3 separate regions of the Mus musculus genome follow, and regions 2 and 3 are each linked to region 1. The links are chromatin contacts, called in public Hi-C and promoter capture Hi-C maps. All regions are on one chromosome and are shown on one strand. The core of a region is the stretch at or near the end of the contact, and the rest is flanking DNA. Distances in the headings are between cores, read along the strand shown.

Region 1 (5,106 bases), core at 1,282-3,781:
TTATATGCTGGTAATCCTGGCACTCAGGAGACCGCAGCAAAAACTACTGAGAGTTCAAAGCCAGCATGGGTTACACAGTGAGTTCAAAACCAACCTGGGATGCACATTAAAATTATATCAAAAGCAACATATATGCATGCATTCATACATACAACATGGGAAGAGTGGTTATATCAGAAACTCTAGAACATAGTGCTTCTACCAGGCCCACTGTGTGCTACCATGTAAGCAGGAACCAGTCACCCAAACCTGCTCATGTTTCCATCCATTCGAGGTGGCCCAGAGGAAAGAAAAATTTAAAAGCCTTGAAGGTTTGAATCTTGCCTTCTTGCAGAATGTAAATCTGCCACCAGGCTGCAGCTGATAAAAGGGTACAGCCATCTTAGAGAATGCAAAGAGGGAAAGTCTGAAGCTGAGATGGCGGGTTTAGCTCCAAAGGCATCTGATGACAGTGCATGGCTGGGACTAGGCAAAGCAATACTAAACAGATGGGCCTTGTCACCTAAGAGGGGGCTCCACTGGCCACAGGGCTCTTGAGAGAACGGGGTACAGATAACAACAAGACTCAATAGATCATATAGAGACATGAGGAGAGCAGAGGCTGCAATAGAGAAGGATACAACTTCCCAACTAGGAAATATAAAGACTTTCATATTCATCATGGTCACCAAAACTTATAAGACGTAGTGAGGCACAGTGTTGCTGGAACCAAAGGCAACCCTAAGCAACTCCTCTAGCTTCCCTTCTCTCAGTTACTTTAGATCCCTCCCTACCAGAGACCCTCCAGCCTGCCATGTGACTGGGCGACATGACACCCATGCTCCTCTTATACTTGACTTTTAAAAAATCATTAAGTTTGGAGGCTGTGCAGCTGTGTAACCTATCAGAAGTCTCCCTCCATCTCTGCTGCAGATAACCCCTGGGACGTGTCTGTGGCTTTCACTGTATTTATGGTTCAAAGGAAACTCAGCGTCAAAAACTCCATGTTGTATTCAACTGTATTTCTACTTTGCACTCAAGGAATGTTTGTTTGAACTGAGTAGCACAAGGTTAATGGCTTAGCAAAATCTCCTAGCCTCTCCTCTCCCCTTTCAAGTCTGAAGAGATCAAGATAAGATATTTCCACTGTCCACAGAAGTATCCAGTAGCCTTGTGATTACGGGTCAGGTCAACGGATCGCTGGCCTCCAGGTTTATGACGCCTAACTCCAAACTAGAAAGATACCTAGAGGCCTATAATTTGTCAGCTCCTGCCCTAAACCCCTCTCCTCAACCCTCTCTGCCTGAAGATAAATGGAGCCTGAAAAAAAAAAAAAAAAAAAACAGTTTACCTGGCCACCTTCTTCTGGTTTTGCTAACTTACCAAATAAGTCATTCTCTTTGTCCCCACTCTTTCTAAAATATTCAGGTCCCTTTCCAAGTGGAAAGCACATGAACTTGGATTCTGTACTGGGAACAGTGAGAACCTTTCAGGAACGAATACTCCCAAGAGTGGGGGGTTAGAAACATTACAATAGGGCTGACAAGGTAAAAGGTCAACAAGAACTACAATCCGATTTCAACTCCTAGGTCCTAAGTGGTGCAAGGAGAAAACTGAGTCACACAGGTAATCAGCTGATCTTCTCACGTGCGCCTGGGGCTTAAGGGAGCACACACAGACACCTCTTAGAGGCTTCATCCATAGCACGTGGAGTTTCTGCAAACGGGGGAGACAACCCAGCATGCCCTTGAAATAACTACAAACTGGGGAGGGTTCTTGCAACCAGCTCTGGCCGAAAATTACACTTCAAAACCTAAGTTCCCAGCGTTGTTAGGTCTGCCTCCAGCGCTTCCATGAACTGGCACCGCTAGACGCTCCTAGAGGCCTAGGTGAAAAGGAAGACTAAGGCTGGGCTCCCACCAGACTCCACTAGCCCCAAATACGGAGCTGCAGACCAGCAAACGGGCTGGGTCGATCCCAACGCTAAAGTCTTTCAGAGCGAGACTCAAACAAAGAGAAGCACGCAGGCAGGAGACTGCCCAGCTGAGCTCCCGCCCTTCCCGGGCTGGGGGGCGGGAGAACTGGGGGGAGGGGGGGATTCGCTGCTTCTTTGCGCACGCGTAGACTCCGACCTGGGACCCACCCGCGGTCCCGCACGTCTTCTTCCGGGAGGGCGCTGTGCGCAGGCTCCACGCGCATGCTCAGCAGCCGTGCCACCTTACCTGTTACAGGGATCGGCTCGGTGCGTCCCGGCAAGGCTTCCTCTGCGGAGATGACTTTCGAAGCTGAGTCGCCCATCCTCCGTACCGGGTTGGCGCTAGAGAGGAGCTGGAGAGCCCTTCTAGAGGCGGAGAGCATGGGCGGCGTGTCCGTCTCGCGGGGCAGACCTCCAGGCCTGGCTGTCTCTGAGGGACAAAGTTCCCAGAGTACGTGAAGCCGCGCGGGCCAAAATTGATGCTGGCTGGGCGCCACCGCGGGAGGTCAGAGTTGCTGCCGTTTCTCCACCTCCGCAGCCAGGGTTCCGGGTGCGATGTACTCACTCAACCACAAAGTAGAAAAGGGAAATCAATGTGTGTGCATAAAAAGGCAGCGAGCTAGAAGAAAGGCAGACCTATAAGAGGATGGCTAGATGGACAGCTAGGAAATTTGTCTATTTCTATCGGAACCATCTTGATAAGTCACATCGATCCAAAGTGAAACCAAAGCACAATTCTCAACACCACAAAGGATCAAGTACTCAACATGAAATATAAACATATAGTGTGTGTACGTGTATAAATGTATAAATACATTCTTCAGCGCATCTCACAGCCCATAAAGTAAACAATGTAGGCACAAATACATTGTTAAACGCTTTATGTGAATGAAGTTAATGGTGAAGTTGGACCAGACGGACTTCAGAAATTATGAGAGAATATTCCTAAACTGAATCTCTAGCCTTAATCTTTAGGTGGCTAGGACCAGATGAGTGATTTCAGAGGTCCTGTATGAGATTTTTGATTTACACACTGCCAAAATGGGCGGGTAGTCTCACATGAAGGAAGGAACTGAGGATTAGCGCCCACAGGGATTTGAAGCTTTGAAGCTAAGCTTCTCCGTGGGTTTAGTTACCACTTTGTGTTCATGTGGGACTGTAATATAAGGACTAGGATTAGTGTACTGCATAGAATGTTGCCAGACACACAACGTTAAACAGATTAAGGTGTTTGTCTTATAATGTAAAAGTCTCCTGGGCCAACTTGTTCTCAACAGTTTACTTGTGGCTTGCTTTTGCTGTGACATTATGCCAAGCAGGTTCTTTCTACGAGGCCTTGCCTGAAACCATCCCAAGATCCAAGATGTCCCGTCCAGGCTTGAAGAGGGCCTGGTCACTAAAAAAAAATGTGTTAAAAAAAATTGTACTTGTAATTTACTGCCCTTTGACACACAGTGACTTGCTTTTTCTGTTTTGTGGTTGACAGAACAAGGGTCATGCAAGAAAAACTTCGTAACTAAATACTGTGTAACGGAAGAATTTGTAATGTTAAGGGAAACTGCTTGTGTAATGTTAGGTATCCCAGAACCACAGTCCATAATATTTAGTATGTAAGATATATATATATATATATATATACACACACACACACACACACATTTCTACTTACCTACCAAGGGGAAATGAGTTTAAAAAAATAAAGTAAAAGCATTGTTTAGAGTTTTATTATTCAGAGTAGTGGGTCTCTTACTAAAGTTTCTTTCCTGCCTTGTGGTCCTAGAAATCCAACTCAAAACACCAAGCTTGGTGGCAGGCACTTTTACCTGCTGAGCCATCTCTCTGGCCCCACTTTAAACATTTTGAGGGTTCTGTGTACACTGTTTAAATGTTTTCAATGATCCTAATGGTTGTACTATACTCATGCAAGCATTTTGAAAGAAAGAAGCATCTCAATTTCTTTAAAGTTTCCTTCATACAAGTTTAACCTTATTTAACAAACTAGCTGTGTTGGCTGAGTTGTTTCCTGGCTTGTTTGTTGATTACAAAGTCTCTCTCTGTAGCCGTGGCATGGAATTCAAAGACCCACCTGCCTCTGCCTCCTAAATCCTGGGATTAAAGCTGTGGCTACCATATCAAACCTCTGAGATTTGTTTTTTGAGGAGAGAAAATAATTATGCTATTTTCAGGACTAAGCATTGCTTTTCCTTTAGACTCCAACAACTTCCTTCTGAGCCAGCCTCCATATTTACTGTCACGTGCTGTAATTACATCCTAATTACACTCAGGCTTCTGGCAAGTTCTAACAATTTATATCCTTCAAGATACGGTGTTCACATTCTCTTGGGCAACAACAAAGAATCTCAGAACACAGCAGGTTCAAGAAAGTAGATTATTTCTCCTAAGGATGTCACTCTAGAAGAAAACGGTCTTCCACTAAGCAGGACCCTGGCTCTTCTTCGATAGTGAGTGAGCTAAAAAGAGAGCTCAGTCATGCTCATTCTTCTGGGCCTCAGTCTAGACCCAGAACCTACACAAAAATTCTGGGCGTGGCAGCACACTCGCTATAGATAAGGGTGCAGCATAAACTGGACCATGCCATGGGTAGAATGAAGGGTTTATTGGCAAGCAAACTAACCAAGGTGTCTTGGCACAGGGCAGAGAGCCAAACAAACCAGCAGAAAAGCAGGTGTTATGTGACAACAAGCTGTCTTATCTGGGTTACCTGGGTTGATTGGGAACTAGGAGCCTTTGCCTGAGGTAGTTGACTTTGGGAAAAGATTAAAGGTGGTTCCTGGCAAACGGGACCTTCATTAGATCTGATTTTCTAGTAAACAGAAACCTGCCTTTAAGCTTGTTGACCTGGTAACAATCCTACTGCTTACCTTGCCGAAGTCCTTCTGTAGGACAGTCATCAACACTGCCATTTTGGGGTGCCACTTTGGACCTAACACTCATAACCTAAGCACTGGGGAGGCAGAAACAGGAAGATTTCTGAGGCTTACTACCCAGCCAATTTAGTTAGCTTACTTGGTGAGCTCCAAGCCAGGAGGCCCTATCTCAAAAACAAACAAACAAACAAACAAATACAATAAACACAATAAATACAGTACATCCAAGGAATGGAGAAATGATATCAAGTGTTGAATTCTGAT
Region 2 (5,106 bases), core at 1,829-4,328, 4.2 Mb before region 1:
AAAAAATAGACTGTATGTTTACAGAAGAAACTCTTTACATAGCTTCTGGAAACCTAAATAAAGGACAGCTGGAGCCGGGCAGTTGTGGCGTCTTTAATCCCAGCACTAGGGAAGCAGAGGCAGGTGGATTTCTGAGTTTGAGGCCAGCCTGGTCTACAAAGTGAGTTCCAGAACAGCCAGGGCTACACAGAGAAACCCTGTCTCGAACAACCAAAAAAAAAAAAAAAAGCTGTTCATCTCAACCATTAGAGGTCAAAGTTTGCTACCTATAGGGGGAAAGATTATAAAAATAACCAACAAGTTTCAAGAATTTGATACCTCAAAAATCACATAGGAAAATTAATAGAACATAAAACACAATGGGAACTCTTACTTCTCATGTTACGTATTTATTACTTCCAATTCTGTTTCTTCTGAAAGCCAAAATCACAACAAGTACGGTGGCATGCCTATAATCCCAGTTATTCAGGAAATTACAAATTTCAAGTTTGCCTGGACAACTTAATGAGACAGTCTCAAATTAAAAAAGAAAAAGGCATCTAGAATTGGTGGCACAGGTCTGTAATATATGCTACTTAAGTAGTGGGATTGTCAAATCAAGGCCTACCCAAGCTTCAAGTGAGTTCTAGGTCAACTTGGACTTCTGAGTCTGCCATGAAATAAACGTAGAAAGGAACAATGGGGTACAGTTCCACAGGACAGCACTTCCACCTTGTAAGACCTTCATTCAATGCAGCATAATACTTGTTTTAAAACATTGAAAAAGAGGCTGGGCATGGCTCAGGGATGAAGGCTTGTCTACCAAATACACAGGCGCGCGCGCACACACACACACACACACACACACACACACACACGAGAGAGAGAGAGAGAGAGAGAGAGAGAGAGAGAGAGAGATGAGAGAGAGAGCAAGCGAGAGAGCGCGTGCACTCAAGCGAGCATGGGCAAGCACACCAACCACCTGCAAGGTGATGGAGAGATAGCTCCGATTTAAAAAAACAACCAATTGCTAGCTAAAATTAAGACAACCACAGTCCTGGTCAGAATATCATGCTGCTTAGGTCCAGGAACTATCAACCCCACAGTCAGCCAGAAGAGTCATTCAGTCTTCTGCACACCCTAGGAACCCAAGAGGGGAAAGCTGCAATTTAAACACTTAAAACGAATACTTTCAATAGGAAGGCAAGTAGCAGACGATGTCTAGTAAGCAGAGTGTCACAGTGACAAAGGAGCTTCTTAAAGAACTAGAATGCAGTTACAAATGATGAGTAAAGGCAGGAGTACTCTGTTGTGTTAGTCTCCCATGACTTAAAACTAAAAGTACTTTATTTCATTTTATATATATAAAATATATGATATATATTTATATAATATATATACTATTTATATATTTTGTCTTGTTTTGTTTTTCGAGACAGGGTTTCTCTGTGTAGCCCTGACTGTCCTGGAACTCACTTTGTAGACCAGGCTGGCTTGGAACTCAGAAATCTGCCTGCCTCTGCTTCCAGAGTGTTGGGATTAAAGGCGTGCACCACCACTTCCCAAACTATCCCTCCATTTTAAATTTAAAACTTGGTAGCTCACAGTGGGCCTTAACTCCAGTGTGGTGTGGTGTGGTAGTGGTGGTGGTTGGGGGGGGGGGGTGTCTGACGGACTCTTCTGGTATTTAAGGGCAATGCACAGCCATGATGCACAGATGCAAGCAGAACACCCACACACATTAAATAAAAATAATTAAAATCTTTAAAAAAAAAAGAACTAAGTAAGATACACCATTAAAAACGACAAACCTAAAGCCAGTTAATCGATGACACAAGAAAACAAGGTGAAAGTTAAAAGAGACAGCAGAGCACACCGTCGCCTGTGTCTCGACAACATAGGTAGTGAAGATTAAGAAAGCATATGCAAAAATGGGACTTAACTGGGGCAGTCTGATTGTACTGTTATTTTGGATTTGCTGTATCTAACGGGGGCTGTTAAGAGAGAGAGAGAGAGAGAGAGAGAGAGAGAGAGAGCGAGCTTTCTTTGAGACATTAAGCCTATAGGTCTTGTTATGCCTCGGGAGATACCTGTCCTTCGAGTACACATTTCCTCATTTGATCAACTCTTTACCAAAGGCCGAGTCTGAGTGATTAATGCTTTCAGTGAAATAGCTTTTTGGAATCCCTAGCTACTCATCTGTCACTACCGGAATCTATTACACAAACTGAAGAATATACCACTTAAGCTTGCAGTGAACGGAAAAGATCATGTGGTGGATGGTTATAACACAAAATGCTTTGCGATGCTATGCTAATCTGTATAGGGCACAAAATAACTATGATACAATACATGCCATAAAAATGTTAAAAAGACAGAAGGGGGTCCTGTGGCACAAAGGCTTGAAACAAACAAAAAATCATAAATCCAATGCATCGTAACGTTCAAAACCGAAATCTAAACCACCCGGGGATATTTTTTTTAACTTACATCCTACCTATTTTTCTGTTCCTAAAAGCCAGCAACAAGCTGTCATTCATTCAACACTCATTCTATCCCTGAACCCGAGGGGTCGCGTAGGCGTAGCCGCGACTCCAGGCCGCTTCCCGCAGTCGGGCCCACTCCGCGTCGTCGCGGCGCGACCGGGGACTGCAGAGCCTCGGCGGCAGGGGTCCACAGCCCACTGCGCGGCTCGTAGGGAAGCCTAGCAGCCTGAAGGCAGGCCTCGATGTGCAGACCTCCGCGGGGAAGCACCAGGGTCCCCTGCTAGGCGGCACCATTACCTAGACGCGACGGTCCCGAAGGAGAAGCCGCTGCCCGCTCCGGTCCCGCCGGGGGCCACAGTGGTGGAGCCGAGGGTCCCAGACCCGAAGGAGAACCCCGTGGCCATGGCGGCCCTTGGCGCGAAGGCGTCAGCTAGGGTGGAGAGGCCTAGGACGCTTCTGTCCCTTCACTGCCGAAGAGGGACGTGCCACATAGCTGGTGCCCAGCGGGTACCGGGTGGGAAACAACCCCAAGCGGCGGTGCGGCAAGGCGAGGGCGGAGTGGGCGGAGCCACAGGCGAACGCATGCGCGACACCGCCCGCGCGCCGAACGCACTAGAAGCGCGCCCGCCGCGCAGGGAACCCTGGGATCGGAGTGGAAGCGGTACTCGTGTGAGGCCGGGCGGATGAGGTAAGGTGGGCGCCCCGCCTACTCGCTTAAAGCGCTAAGCCCCTGAAGTGCCCGGAGAGTCTCGCGGGATTTCGTGCTTTACTTCCTGAATGAAGGCCCTGGAGTGCGGCTTCGGTCCGGCCTCCTGTCAAAAGCCATGCGTAGAGTTCTAGAGTTGGAGAAGACCTTGGTCGTCACCTCACATTCCTCCAAGGGGACGTCTGAGTTTCATTTGGGTGTCGCTGCACCCGAGAAAAAAAGAGGGTGTCTACCTTTTGAGGGTCCAGAAATGTACGGGTTTTAAGTCGCACACGCTTCCGGTCAGCACCCCATGGTACTGCACGCTTGTGCTTCCTGCACGGAGGGTTCAGCGGGGCGGCGTGACACTGCCAGGCTCCTCTGCCTCCGAGTCTGAGGTCAGGACACTGTGCCCCAAATCCTAGTGGACGGTGAATGGGATGGGTGCCGTTCTTGGGGACCTTCCCTGAAGACTGCTTCCTGGCTATGTGGCTTTCCCATAACTTGGGGTATTTACGAGAGGAACTGCGAATTGGAAAGTGTAAGGACAGGGATGAGCGATCTGGCTGGAGAGCTGGCTCAGCACCGACTGCTCTTCCAGAGATCCTGAGTTCAATTTCCTAGCAACCACATGGTGGCTCACAACCATCTGTAAAGGGATCTGATGTCCTCTTCTGGTGTGTCTGAAGACAGCTACAGTGCACTCATACATAAAATAAATAAATCTGAAAAAAAAAAAAAACCCAGAGGGATGTAAATTAGAATGTACGGGCACCCGGAGCAACGTGGGCACCAAGAAATGCTTCTTAGCGGTGGTCTGGGGACACTGCCATCATATCATGGTTCTTTAATTCTCTGGCAGGAATTGGCATACTATTCCTGCAAGTGCGTTGACCAGCTGCCAAGTTTTGTTCGATGAAATTGATCCCATCATCAGACCCCTCAGATTTATGCTAAAGCACAATCCTCCCCATGGTAGTGATTCGAACAAAAGCCCAACGGTCTCTGAGTCTGGCCCTCAGTGCCCTTTATATGACAAATCCTTGGCACTTCTTTTCTCACAGCTCCCCCACAATTCAGCACTTGTTTTGTGTTGACCTTGAGCATTGCTACCTGCAGTTGGCTGAACCGGAACACCCTCCAGATTCATTGTAGAGCCCTGTCCTCTCCCCCAAATACTCATAGTGATGAAAACTCTGTTCCTCGCCATTTCCCTTTGGCAGGTCACAAAAGTTAGATGACGTCAAAAGGTGTGTTTGGCACATGATGTCATGTCAGCCATGAGCCATGCAAACTACAATAAGGAGTAACCTGGCAAGATATCTTTATTGGTGCAGTAGTGGCATGAATGTCCCAGTAAACTTTCCTTTTAACTGGAAAAAAAAAAACAAAAACAAAAAACCTAAGAGGAACCCAGATTTTTATTGAAAGGCTCCAAAACTTGAAAATACCAACATAAAATTAGCAAGAGCTACATGTCTGGCTCTGAGGACTCATAAGGTCAGTGAGAAAGGATGATTATTTTAAAATATAGTAGAGACTAATATATGTCTATGACCAGAAAAACTGTGGGCATATGGAATACTTTCAGTAATTCTGTAAATCTGTGACTTTAAAATTCAAAAATTACTGAAAAATCTCAACCTGACTCTAATAAAAGCTTGTGCAAAAAAAAAAAGAAAGAAAGAAAGAAAGAAAGAAAGCTTCAGAAGATACATTCAAATTATCATATATTCATGTATGATTTATGGCAAAGTTTAGCTATACAACAGTGATAGTTGACCCATATCCCACAGAGACAAAAAACCTGGAATTTTTGATCAATGGTATTATAATATATTGCATGCTAGTGGATACATAAAGTTTAAGACTAGACTTAAAAAGTCCCTTGCCTCTGTTAATGCTTCCCAATTGTATGTAATTCTGCCCCAGCAGCATGTGGTGTTGAGAGGTGCT
Region 3 (5,106 bases), core at 916-3,415, 3.3 Mb after region 1:
GTGCTTCTGAGAGCCTGTCCACAGATGAGTAGGCCACATCTCTTACTGTGGCTAATTTATAAATTCATAGTTTCAGTCCTAAAAACTCATGGTGGCCCTTGGAACAGAGTCCCGATGTGGGTTAGGGCTGGTGAGACCCAGCTATACCCTGCTCTTATTTTTTTCAAAATTCTTCTACTCTGGAATAAGCTACTTCTTCACCCTCAGCACGCCACCCTGAATTCTGCTCACACCTAAGCACACGAAAACGGACCCAGTCTTTTATGTGATAATTCTGAGCGGTAGAGAATGAGTGTCACTCTGGCTTCGCCTAGCTCACGGTGTGATTGGCTTCCAGTCTCGTTATCCTTCTTTATAATTGCTATTCTACAACCCAAAAGAACCCTAGCCCTAGATTTACTTCTCCATTGGGAATTTCATTCCTGAAGCTAAAGAAAATCATTATCTGGGTCAATTTTCTGTTTGGGATTTTTGAATGAGGCACACGGCCTTGTCACTTTTACCGGTTCTCAACTACCTTTCAATGCCCTCTGATTTTCATACACACTGTTTTCTAGGGTGCACACAAAGCACAACTGATTCAGAAACATTGCTCTATTTGCTGAGCTGTGCCGAACAAGCAAGTCTGCAGGGTCAGCATAAATACACACAGAAGGAGTGTCAGGCAGTACAGACATGTATAATTGGGGCCTACTACAGTTACTGTTAAATTTGAAAAAAAAAACTATGCAATCCAAGAACTTCTCTTACCGGAAGAGGTCTTAACAAAGCTTTCAGGTGTAATTCCCAACTGCTCTACGGTTACTGTGGTGAAGTCCAAAGGTGACTTAAAGGTATCAGGGGTGCAAAGATTAGGAGTCGCATCTGCTACATGCTTCTGAGGAGTCACAAACGGTTCAGTTCCCAATCTAAAAACGTCATTTTCTGAAAACGGACAGCACATTGGGGGTGTTAATACATCAAAACACTCAAATCTTCCATCTAACGAGGGCAACAGGTCACCACATACCAGAATTATTAAGGACACACTCCTTGGATTCAGAGAGAGGCTTGTCGTGTGAACTCGCATCCATCTAAAAGATGAGGAAGTTAGAGAAAAAAATGTGAAAAATAACCTCACTATAAGCCAAAAACAATGTGACAGAACTCTAAGGCAATCAATACCAGGGGACCACAGGCTGGGGCGTTCTGATTAAAGAAACGGCGGGAGGTACTATTGACTAAACAAAGCGGACCGAACTGATTTATCAGGGCTTTGCATCCCTGAACCCCGGCCGGATAGCAGGCCTACCTCTCCCGCCCAGGACCCTGCGCGTTCCCTCGGACGACTACGACAAGCGTCGCGGAGGCTCCGTTTCAGAGAGCACCAGAGGCCGGGGAAGGGAGCCGGGCTGGCCTCCTGCCGGCCGCTGCACACCAGACACACCACGTCCGGCCGAAGCGGTCAAGCTTCACTTGCCCGCCAGCAAATTCAAACCGCGGCCACGCCCCCGCGGAGGGATACCCACGAGCCGTGGACCACGTGTGACGTGGGTACCGCTCCCTCCGGGCCTCACCCTCGTGCTTTCGAACGGCGCAGGGAGACCTCCGTGGATCCCGGAAAAAACACGGCCAGCCCTAAATGACCCTGGCGAGACAGAGCTGCAGCAAAAAGGTGTCCTGGGGTCTACCAGTGAGTTCCGCGGAGCAACACTTCAAATGCCACCCCAAACCTTGGATTGGCTGCTGGAAACTTCGAAAATGAATCACTAGACCAATCGAGACAGAACCGCCGGATGGCTAGTTTACCCTATTAGCCAATCCCGATACCAACCGTTACCTCGGTGGGTGGGTACAGTAGAAGGGGCAAAAGCCTAGCGAGGAGCTGATTGGTCTATGGGACTTCGGCGTCCCGCCTCTTCCTTAGACCCAGTCTCTTTATGCAAATGAGCACTCCTACACTCCAACGTGCGCCTGCTCAGTAACGCTTAGAGCGGCCCTTTGCCCAGTAGGTTCTTCTCTGATTCGCTGATACTCCATTCCGTCAACCAGCCCTCAGCCTCTCTTTCCTTCCACCGCCGTCTAGTGTTACTCTGAGCCCACCCCCCAGCCGGACTCTGATTGGCTAAATACTGGCCGGTACAGCGTGTTGATTGGCGCAGCTCAGCGTCGGTCTGGGCGCGGTTGGGGGGAAGGGCCGCTAGCAGGCTGAGGAGCCTAGGGGCGGGGTGGGAAGGAGGATCGGCCAACCCCGGGGTGTGGGACTGAGGGTGCGTGCGTGAGGAGTGTGGGGCCGACCAGGAAGGTGGCGAAGGGCGGAGAGTCCGGGTGGGAGGCGGGAGGGGTCTCGCGGGCGCGGAGCGCGGCGGGTGGCGGGCCGGGAGCGAGGGTGGCGGCTCCCTCAGGACCCGGCGCGGGCGGCGCGATGCGGCGGGTCACGCTGTTCTTGAACGGCAGCCCGAGCAACGGCAAGGTAAGCGGTAGCGGGGGCGCGACCCGGGGACCCCCGCAGCCTCCGACAGCCCGGGGCTGCTCTGCCGGCGGGGCTCCGAGGCGCCACTGTCACCTGAGCAGCTGGCCGAGGTCCCCTCCCACCTTCCCGCTGCGCCTTCCTGTCCTTATCGGTGCTGAGTAATGCTCTGCCCGGGGAGGAGGCAGTGATCATGGAGGCGGGTGACCCTGGCCAGGTCGGGAGAAGAAAACTCCAGGGGACAGTCGAGTGACATCCTCAGAATGTGGACCTGGTCTGAACCACTTTCCTTCTCTCTCAAGGTGCCCCGGGCCCCTTGCCCCGCCACCGTGCAAACTTTTATACATGTTTTACTGTGCCGCCTTGTTTTTGATTCCTTAGAGGACAGTGACAGCAGACCTTCGGAATGACTTGATTTGACAGTAGCCTTAGCTGCATTTAGGCCTCTGTGGAGGGCGTGGTGCTAAATATTTTTCCGATGTTGCAGCTGCCTCTTGCCCCACCCTTGAAAGTTATTCTTTGGAAAATGTTGGCTGTTTCTGGCGGACTAGTAATGTGTGGTTAAATGACTGCCCCACACATACCTAAGCCTGATTAAAGTCTCAAAAGTAATGAACCCTTTTAAAGTTTCAGTTCAAGGTACATTGGCTCCACTCTGTAATTGACCAGAATACTCTGATTGCCCCGCGTATACATAGCAGAACTAACTATTCAAGGGCATTAAAGTGGTGCGGGGGAAGGGGGTGATGAGGGGTAGGGGAGCGATGTCCTTCAACCACTCTGCAGTTTTGAATAAACAGATTCTGGAAATCTGATCCACAGTGGGGTTTGTGCTCTGCGATTTTATTTTCTTAAAGATTGGATATTCACACAAAAATAGTAGCCACATAAGCTCAGCCAGTGCTTCAGAAATACAGGCTAAAAAGGCTGTCACTTCTGATCATCAGCTGTTCCTGGGCCACGCTGTAGTTGGCTAGTAGACTGTGTCGGTTTTTATTGAGAGATTTAGTGTGCCCAGTGTTAACAGTCGTATTGATAAGCACTTTTCACCAGTGTCGACTCTTGTGTGACTCCCTGAAGTCGAAGTGATCAGAGTTCCTCATAAGTGCTCAGCTCTGCTCTAAATCTCTTCTGAGTTCACTGTATGCTATTGTCACTGTAAAACTGAGTGGCTTGCTCTGGGTATATTATTTAAATTTTTAAAAACTTTGGTTTTGTCTGTGAGTTTCCAGGTTAATTTTATTTACTTAGTAAAAAAATGTTGAGAATCTCCGAAGATTGGGGAAAGTACTTCTCAAATGAGTATGGGCACATATGCATTACAATGATCATAGGACTGAGCCGAAGAATATTAACATTTAATATTTTTAAAAAAACTATGTCCCACCATGTCCTAAGCTAGAGAACATGTTGCAAGGCTGTTTCCTCTCCTTTCAGAAGGTGGAAATAATACTAAAATGACTTTTATTTGAAAAGATCACAATACATACCACCTGCATTTATGTATGTGGATATGTAGTGTATGCATAGTCCCTATATCTAATCAGGACTGGCATAAACATGACATGGACGCTCGTTAAAATATTCCCAAATGCAGTGCTACTCTGAGATAGTTTGGTTTCCTGTCTCTAAAGTAGAATATATCATTTAGCTTGTCTCTTTACTTACCTGGTGTCTATTTTTAATGCCCTAGTCAGGAGAATAAGTTTTTTGAATGCTTGGCTTTGTGGCCTTTGGGCTATGGGCTGTGATATAGAAAGGCACAGATTTCATCACCATACATCAAGTTACCAACATGCACTTTTGATTTGTGTAACTGATTCGTGCTTTTAATGTTGATGAAAGAGCTGATATTTTCTAAATGAAATGAGAATACCGTGGAAGGTGTAAGATGACCCTTGGGGCTTTATGGAGGAGTGTGTGTGTTGTTGGTTTTTTTTTTAATTTGAAAACAAAATAATTTTAAAAAACAACAACAACTTGGCTTTTCTAATCTGGAAAAGCATGGGAGCCTCTAGTTACTGAACTTGTCAAGCTGGTCTTGTTTTCTTCCACAACAGAGGTCTCCAGATGTAAATAGGTCGATAGCCAACAGCTTACTTAGCAGTTGGTTCTCGTTGACATACAATGTATAGAAGAAGCCTGTAAGTATAGAAGTTTACATCAGGGAGTCTTAATTAAATTAGCCATCAACTAAGTGCTAAGTGACTTTAAAACCTCAAAGAAACTGCAGATTGAAGCCGGTATTAATTATGCAAGCACAGTAAACCCTGAGAAAGCGGCAAAGCTGCTGCTTTTCCTAGCATCAGCAGTAAAGTTAAAAAATAAAAGGATCTCACAAGCCAACGAATGGCATGTTTTAAGAAAAGTCTTTGCTTAATAACTGCTATAATCAGCTTCTTCCTTCGGGTATATTGTTCTTTGAACTATTAGCCCGTGGTCTGCTGAGGTCATCCTCGTCATGACAGGCCATGACCAAGACATGAAAAGTCTTTTCCTGTACATGCAGGCAAAGGTCTTGGATTTTTTTTTTTTCCTTCGCCTTAGTTTTTAAAAACCTTTGGGATTCTGGAGAGGACTCAGGGGTTAATAGTACTGCATAGGCCGCAAGTGTGAGGAGCGGAGTTGGGATCCTAAAAAGCAAATATTGGGTAGAT

Evidence for each region. Promoter capture Hi-C pulls out the DNA fragments that hold promoters and counts their contacts. Hi-C and Micro-C count contacts between places; a contact is called where the count stands out from the background.
Region 2: a promoter capture Hi-C map of pre-B cells shows a contact between it and region 1, with 2.9 times the contacts expected there. The contact joins the promoter of Nupl1 here to the promoter of Msra in region 1. A contact is called at or near these places in 2 of 39 promoter capture datasets (liver and pre-B cells).
Region 3: a Hi-C map of uterus shows a contact between it and region 1, with 7 times the contacts expected there. The contact joins the promoter of Kctd9 here to the promoter of Msra in region 1.

Annotation. Positions count from the first base shown.
Region 1 is chr14:64,438,509-64,443,614 of GRCm38.p6, forward strand. It overlaps Msra (methionine sulfoxide reductase A), which reads right to left and starts at 2,532. Exons shown (of 6, transcript NM_001253712.1): 1 at 2,202-2,532. The coding sequence starts at 2,337.
Region 2 is chr14:60,248,401-60,253,506 of GRCm38.p6, forward strand. Nupl1 (nucleoporin like 1) reads right to left here and starts at 3,079. Exons shown (of 15, transcript NM_170591.2): 1 at 2,763-3,079. The coding sequence starts at 2,869. Gm38641 (a long non-coding RNA gene) reads left to right here and starts at 3,074. Exons shown (of 3, transcript XR_874661.1): 1 at 3,074-3,153.
Region 3 is chr14:67,713,933-67,719,038 of GRCm38.p6, forward strand. Kctd9 (potassium channel tetramerisation domain containing 9) reads left to right here and starts at 2,166. Exons shown (of 12, transcript NM_001111028.1): 1 at 2,166-2,452. The coding sequence starts at 2,405. Cdca2 (cell division cycle associated 2) reads right to left here and starts at 1,678. Exons shown (of 15, transcript NM_001110162.1): 1 at 1,292-1,678; 2 at 1,010-1,073; 3 at 751-924. The coding sequence starts at 1,073.